Linked DNA regions of Triticum aestivum: region 2 is linked to region 1. The links are chromatin contacts, called in public HiCAR-type maps. All regions are on one chromosome and are shown on one strand. Each heading gives the region's core, a stretch centred on a gene start, on an enhancer-like site or on the middle of the called end of the contact. The rest is flanking DNA. Distances are from core to core; before and after follow the strand shown. Region 1 holds the start of LOC123129630 (serine/arginine-rich-splicing factor SR34). Region 2 holds the start of LOC123129668 (phytochrome A-associated F-box protein).

Region 1 (3,786 bases), core at 1,133-3,632:
CGTTCTTCTCTCAGAAAACAAAAAGAGTATTTATACAAGGTCCACTAACCCGCAATTTGTGGCCATCAAAGTCATATCCATCACGGCCATAAATTGCATCATCAGCATCACGTGGGTCTTCGAACTGCAAAAAGCTCCACTTTGGTGTTAGACTCATAGTCACAGGTGCTAGCCAGAAAGAATTTTAGTTTGGAATGATTTTGAAAAGTATTTTTTAATAGAACATTCAGCAAAACTGATACGCCCTCCGATCCATATTACTTGTCTTAGATTTGTCTAGATACGGATGTTGCATCCGTATCTAGACAAATCTAAGAGAAGTAATATGGATCGGAGGGAGTACATTCTATTGGTTAGATTCTGTATGAAAGCATGCTGTTTTGCACAATGTGCCAATGAGGGTTTCAGGGTATCCTCTTAAAAGGAGGTATAACCATTTAACTATACTACCAGATTTTGAGTCTTATAGGACAACATGATTTTGCTGTAACAGTTTTACAGAGTACAGAACAAAGAAGATTTGGGTTGTCAAAATCACTTATAAGGGGTTATGCTTTAAGTGGCTTCTAGGGATGGGATGGAATCATCTTGTTTTAGTATTCTATAAGCCAGAGAGCAAAATCAACGTGTCCCAAAGGTCAAAAGACGAAAGCATAAACCATGAAATAATTTATACTATAAAATACGAATACAAAGTGAGCAAGAGTAAATATTCTAACAAAACAATGACCACAGCACATTACCTCGACAAAAGCATAAACAGGAGGCCTTGGAGGAATTTTCAGATCGATATCGACAATAGGACCATACTGCAGAAGCAAAGTAATAGAAGATTAAATGAATGCTTCCCTAAACAGAAAAAAAATAATACTCCCTCCGTCCGGAAATACTTGTCATCAAAATGAATAAAATGGGATGTATTTAGACGTATTTTAGTTCTAGATACATCTCTTTCTATCCATTTTGATGACAAGTATTTCCGGATGGAGGGAGTATCATATTGTGAACCAAATTGGCTTGTCTTCTGCAAATCCTCTTGCAATACCCACATAGGATGATAAACTCAAGAGGTGCCATTTAGGTTAAGGTGAAATAAAACTGATTATTTTTGGTGGAGAATAGAACTGAAAATTTGACATTGTGGAATTCACACTGAACACCAGTTTTTTTATTACGTCACGGTGATGACGCAGTGAGAGACTGAGAGTACGTCTCGACTGGCGTTACAATATCAATCTATCTTGTCCAGTGCACACAAGCGCAAACACTCTTAATAGTCCATGCTACAAGAAAAATGAAAATACGTACATGTGTCTTACGAAAAAACGTCTTACATTATGGGACGAAGGGAGTACATCGGTTCATTTTTTTAATGAATAACCTCCATGTGTAACTGCTAATGCAAAGTATGCAGTTTAAGCTGATATCAGAACATAATGCCGACCACCTTACAACTGAACTGGCAATTTCTTAACAGAATAGAAGCACCAAGGCAAGGTACAGGTGAAGGAACCCAAACTATTTAGAACCTAACCTTGTAGAAGAGATCCTCAATCTCTCTCTCGCGGATGTCCTCGGGGAGGTTGCCCACGTAGATGGTGCGGCCGTTACTACGTCGGCTCATCGTTCCTGCAAGAAAGGAAAAAAAAACAGATCAGCAACTAGCTGCTAGCTCGCACAAACCTAAGCAAAGTTCTCGGCGGGAATCAAATAGCAGAAGTGGCGACCCAAGTTCGGGAATCAATCAAGAGAAATTTCCGACCCATTTCGTCAAGGAAAAATAAATCGACCCAGTTGCTCAAGGGGAAATAAGAACTAAGTAAACAACCGAACGAACAAGCACTGCGTCTCACCTCTCGGAAACCACTAAGACCACGACTGCGGCGAAGACGACAACTCTATCGCTGAACCCGAAAAAAAACAGGACGCCGTTACCGCGCGGAGAGAGGAAGAAAATGAACACGCAAGAGCAGCAGCGATCAGGAGGGAGGAGCGGAAGCTTATGCGCGCGGGAGAGCTAGGGTTCGACTGACCTGCGCGCAGCGAGTGCGGGCGACTCCGCCGCCGCGGCGAGGGGGCGACGGCGGGGACGAAACGGAAACGGAAGCGGGGGGAGGGATCGAGAAGCTTCGGGGCCGGGGGGAAAAGCGGCGGCCGATATGAAAGGTGGAGTGAGGCAGTGAGGGGGGTCGCGTGCTTTACGATCCGTGCCGCATAGACCAGCCGTGGATTAAACTTCTGGGCTTTGGGCGGGCCCCAGCCACCGCCAACCAGCCCCAGTCTCAGAAAGCCGTCCGCTGGGTGGTGGGGATCGTGAGAGTGGGTAAAACCCGAGGGGCTCCGCGGAAAAGTGCCTCCTCCGCCCATCCTCTTCTTCCTCTCCTGGTCTCCCCCCGTCGGACGGTGGCGGTGGCGCGGGTCTCCTCGCCGCGCCGGCTTGTCTCCTGTCTCCTCCCGGTAAGAACTTCCGGTCGATCGCTTCTCAGATTAATCCAGAATCCCAACTCTGTTAGTTTCGCCTTGATCCTGTAGCCGCGGGCACGGGTACTCGCGGCAACTTGGACTCTTCTGCTCCTCCTGATTGCGATGCTGTGCGGCCTAGGGTTTGCGAGAATCGGGGCGGTAGGTAGGGTCGACTGATTCGTGTACGCGTGGGTCTTGTTTAGCCAGGATCTTGCTTTTTCTACTCGGCGGCTAATTTGGATCGATCAGGCATAGGATTCTGTGTAGTTCAATAGTATCTGCCGGTTCCTCTAGCCCAAATTCTAGAGCAGACAGAATTTAAGTGGGTCTTGCTTGGGAGCTTTGGCCAGCAGAGCGGCCATGTATGGCAGGTTTGGACCTTCTCGGCCGGATTGCTTGCTGATTACTTGAGTTGTTGAATGCCTAGAAGTTCTTAGGTTGAGCCTATTTTCGATGGAAGGCTCAAGCGGAGCCTGGCTTTAGATTAATAAAGCCACACCGGGCACGCATAACAGCCCTACACACTCACGCCACACGCTGTCGCTGAGGCTCTCAGTTTACGATTACTACAGGCCCAAAGCAGAACAAATACAAACAACAAATCAAGGGGGCTAAAAGTAGATGGATCTCAGGAAAACATTTCCCTAACACAACTCCACATGAACTGCGCTAAAGACCAGAAAAAAGGATGTGGTTTGCGTCCTTGGGATCTCCATGGAGAGATCAAGGTTGAGCTATGTACTGTGTCCGTTGCTTGTTTGGTTCCTTCCACCAGTTTGTGCAGGTCAGTGCTATTTTGGAATGGCGATGTTTGACCAATTGGTTTTTCCATGCTAAATTTGTTTATGGCATCAAGAAAATTCGCTCAACGTATGTACTTTGTTTGTGTAATGGATGAACGCGATAATCTGTTTAGTTTTGGTCTTACCTAAATCTGCTCATAATGATGTTGTACAGGATTTTCTGATTTTGAGAGCTCCCAGGAGTTTGCTAATTCTTAGTTGGGCTATTTGTTTACATCAACTAATTCCTGATGCTGATCTATTTCTTGAATTATATACCATTTTCATACAGTTCATTTTCTTATGAATGCATAGTTTGTTAGTCACACTAAAAACTTTTTAATTTCTTCTGATATCTTATCTACTCTTGTTTCACAGGGCATCAGTTTAGCGCCCTGCCTATATTTAATCCAGCAGGAAACGACCGACTTAAGTCATGGAGGGGAACAAAGATGAGGCCTTGAGGTCTGTCAAGCTTGCACAGACTGCGCTAGCATCTGGAGATAGACAGCGGGCAGACAAATTTATTCGAATTGCCCAA
Region 2 (4,124 bases), core at 1,363-3,862, 160 kb before region 1:
TCTGATCAACCAGGGTATCAGACTGAAGAAACTGAAATACACACGAGAAACAAACATCTCTCATATGAGTGGTGCTATCTTGCAAGTTGCTATCGGTGTTCTGTAGCCGAGTGGTCTAAAGCAGGGAATCGCGCGGTCGTGTAAGGACCATTGGTGAGCATGTTGCTGCGGCAACTTGGGAGGACTGAGAATCCCTGAAGCAAAAAATTCCGAGAGCACCGGGTTGGAGACAAGCCGCTTCTCAACTTGGATGGCGTATCTCGCCTTGGTGGGACACGGACGGTTTTGGTCGTGCTGAGATTGCTGTCGTTCTTCAGGAGATCAAAGAATCAAGTGGGCATTTTCAGAGCTTTAGGGTGTAATTCATATGGCGGCTCATTTATGCGCGAAACACGCGCCTCGTCGTCAACGGGGATGTCTTCTCTGGTAGACTGGGGATATCACAGTCACTCTAACCATCCAACCACATGTTGGTTCGCTTTTCTAACGCAGGTTGTATCGTGATTGTATGCCTTATTAAGTACTCCCGCCGTCCGAAAATACTTGTCATCAAAATGGACAAAAGGGGATGTATCTAGAACTAAAATACATCTAGATACATCCCCTTTTATTCATTTTGATGACAAGTATTTCCGGACGGAGGGAGCATTAAGGAATTACTCAAAAAAGAAAAAAGAAACCTCGGAGAAGCAACGCATCAAATATCTGCAATCTCCACAGCAAATCTGTGGATAACGAAGGGCCACAGAAAGATGAAAGGCATCTCATATCTCCTCCCCACTATCATCCATCCGTACGAACCAACAGGTCACCGAGCCCTAACTTGATGTCATTTTGGGTAATTTTGATTATCATATTCGTAATCTCTGACACGCATGGATCCTCTTGATGCCAGCCCTAACTTGCAAGTTGTGGCTTAAGATAATAATCGGAAAGGGGAGGATTCAAAAGCCCAGTATGCCAACAAGGATGATCAACCCTACCCTAACCTAGCAAGTGTGGAGCGTAATTGGTATTCTAATTGCAGAACATAGCTGCATAGGACGCGGATTGTGAATCTGAACTCGTCAGGGTACATATATATGGCGCCAATGTTGTTGTAAAAAAATCCATTTCATTCTTCTTTTATGCTAAGCATCAGCCAAAGTTACTACATCGGATGAAAAGATACAAGAGAACAGATGCATCACTCGGAGCTCGCCGAGATCCACATCGCGGCCATGCACGCACCGAATTCTCGTGAGAGCCTGCGAGCTATGCTGCTTGGCGATCGATCTAGCAATGCCAGAGCGTGGCATGCCTGCCTGTCATGTCGTCGCCGCCGGACCGGACTGGAGCAAGCGGTCAGGCGTAGAGCGGGCGCTCGGTCCAGGCGCCGGCGACGTGGCCGTTCTCGCAGACGTAGGCGCGCACCACGGGCTCGCCGTCGTCGTGGTACCCGTAGAAGCTGCGGAGGCAGAAGGCGGAGTAGAGGTCCCACGCCTCCGTGCATCCGCAGAAGGCGCAGTCCACGGCCACGGTGGGGCGCCGCGTGTCCCGCAGCGCGCGCCGCACCTGGGAGCGCGCGAAGTCCTGGAACACGCCGCGGAACACCATGTATTTGCGCCGCTCCTCCGCGTGCACGCACCCGGGCCACTCGCAGATGTACAGCCGGTCGCCGCGGAACCGGCTGGCCAGCAGCTTGTTGCCCTGCTCGCGGCTCAGCGTCCAGGACCCCGACGCCAGGTGCGAGCCCACGGGCCCCAGCCACCGCCGCGCCCGCCGACGGGTACCTGACACCACGCCGCGCCGGACGGCATTGGCTGCCGGCGGCGCCTCCTCCTCCTCTGCCGTTGCGGCCGGCGCGGGCGCGGCGGCGATCTGCGTCTCGGAGCAGTCGTAGGCCGCGTCCAGGTACAGGTCATCGTAGAGGGACCACGCGGCGGCGTCCGTGGCGGCCAGCGTGCCGTCGCTGGGTCTCGGCTCGGCCTGCGCGGCGGCCTTGGGCGGCTGGAGCGAGGAGGTGGCCGTGGGCTCGAGGGATGAGGAGGAGGATGACGAGGAGGCCGGGACGGTGAGGTCGGGGCCGATGTCGAGCTCGAGGCCGAAGTCGTCGGAGGGCTCGAGGAGGATCCCGGCGCGGAGGAGGCCGGGGCAGCAGACGGACATCTTGTGGAGCGCGGCCCACGCGGCGGGCGCCCCGTCCGCGGGGAGCAGCTCGGCGGGGAGCGCCCGGGAGAGGCGCGGCGGGAAGCAGGCGGCCCGGAGGAGCGCGGCGAGGCGCGGGGACGCGCAGGACGCGCGCGCCCAGTCGCGCGGGTCCCCCTCGAGGCGTCCGAGGATCTGCAGCAGCACGTCGTCCGCCAGCGCCGATAGCGGCTCCACCTCCTCCGCCGCCGCAGCAGCCTCCTTGCCGTCCCTCCGCCTCTTGGCGACGACGACGGCGATCTCCCCCTGCTGCTGCTGCTCCGCGCCGCTCATGGCTGCGGCCCGCGTCGCGCTCCTGCTTTCTTGGCGAGCGAGTGGCTGCGCTGCTGACCGTTCGGCCGTTCGGTTGCGAGGCTGGTTTAACTTTCGGGTTGTGTTGGGTCCGTTTTTCTGTGGTGGTGGCCTGGGCTGGGGGCTGGGGGCTGCGGGAGACGGATGAGATGATGCTTTTCTTGTCGTTACAAAACTCTTGCCTGCAATCCCAACGTGTGGATGGAGGCTGCGCGGGTGTGCCGAACGATGAGCGGTCACTCTCGGCCCCCGTGTGTCAACCTCCACGATTATTTTATTCGATTGAAACGAGGGGCTCAACATTCTTCCAACAGAGCATTGTCTCTCACTCCTCCCAGTCCCAGGAACACCATGCATGCAGGCACAACACAACTCCATCACACCCACACACTTGACCGGCTGCTAGAAAAAACAAACTCACCTCCTGCTAAAAAAAGGACCAGCCCTCATAAGGCCATGTGCAGCGTCGGGTGCTTATGCATATCGGTGTTTAAAGGGAGAGAACACAATTACAGTACATCTCAAAAATATTGTCACACGGATAAACATTTATCTCAAAGGGTACCCAGCGTGCGCTTCACATAAGATACGTTGTAGACAAGATTTTTAATAAATACAGATATAATGACACACGCTATTACAATCACATAGGTGCACGATATCTCAAACCATAATCCTAGACCTATGGGCGATCTACGCTCGTTTTACAAAAGCTTCCAAATAATTCTCTCCTCCCTGTTTCGAGAATACCCCCCTCCCCCCCCTCTAATTTCGAAGGGGTGGGGCCCCTCCCTCCTCCTTAGCTTCAATCCTAATATTTCATCTAACCAAGTCCGTTAAATCCGTAATTGTTTTTCTGTAGCTCTAGCATTACTTCAAAATATTACTACAATCACCCTAGCAGATTGACACATGCTAGGTTGATAAAAAGGCAACAACAAACAACACAAAAGAGAAATATAATGTTATGAGTTGTGCAAACACGGATTAGAAGACCACTCTCACTCCTAGGAGAGAAGAACATATAGTAATATAATTACATCTCAAAATAAATGTACCTACCATGTGCTTCACACGGGTTCTTAGATACTGTTCAATTGTAGTATCTGTGAAATCAGGATAACATTTATCTCTCATAAGCACCGGCTAGCATTGGAAGCCAAAGTTTGCTTCTACACCCCCCCCCCCCCAACCCGATTACTCGTGCAAACCTATGTCATAAATAAAACCATTATCTTCTTATTGAGGCACCCGTTTTAGCACCTACATTATACAAGGTCTAAGACACACATTGTGATAAACATGAGGTTTGATCCTGGGTTGAAACGACAACCATTCTCTTTAACGTCCAATCAAAGCTTGATTCTCTCGGGTCTAACAGAGCCTTGTCCGATCCTAACTACAAATGTCAATGTTATGAGTACTTCATGAATAGGGTGGAAGCATAGTTTAAAAACCGAACCGGCGACTGAACACGTGAGGCTGTCGGTTCAGGTTTTTATTGGTTGGACCACCGGGTCATTGATTCATTGGTGACAAAAATAGAGCACTTAAGATAAATTTTCCAAAATTTTAACCTCACATTATATGAATACACGGAATATTAGTTGTAAACCATTAATAAACCACAAAGTATTGTTAGCCTA

Evidence for each region. HiCAR-type assays count read pairs that join an accessible place to other places.
Region 2: a HiCAR-type map of leaf shows a contact between it and region 1, with 3 times the contacts expected there. The contact joins the promoter of LOC123129668 here to the promoter of LOC123129630 in region 1. A contact is called at or near these places in 4 of 5 Hi-C or Micro-C datasets (leaf and an unstated tissue) and 1 of 1 datasets of contacts at active chromatin or transcription factors (leaf).

What each region holds. Positions count from the first base shown.
Region 1 is chr1B:439,281,649-439,285,434 of IWGSC CS RefSeq v2.1, reverse strand. LOC123129630 (serine/arginine-rich-splicing factor SR34) reads right to left here and starts at 2,382. Exons shown (of 14, transcript XR_006463680.1): 1 at 2,034-2,382; 2 at 1,535-1,629; 3 at 744-809; 4 at 50-124. It overlaps LOC123129654 (chaperone protein dnaJ 49), which reads left to right and starts at 2,280. Exons shown (of 4, transcript XM_044549734.1): 1 at 2,280-2,457; 2 at 3,624-3,786. The coding sequence starts at 3,682.
Region 2 is chr1B:439,443,021-439,447,144 of IWGSC CS RefSeq v2.1, reverse strand. LOC123129668 (phytochrome A-associated F-box protein) reads right to left here and starts at 2,612. Exons shown (of 1, transcript XM_044549741.1): 1 at 1,095-2,612. The coding sequence starts at 2,460. The coding sequence ends at 1,345.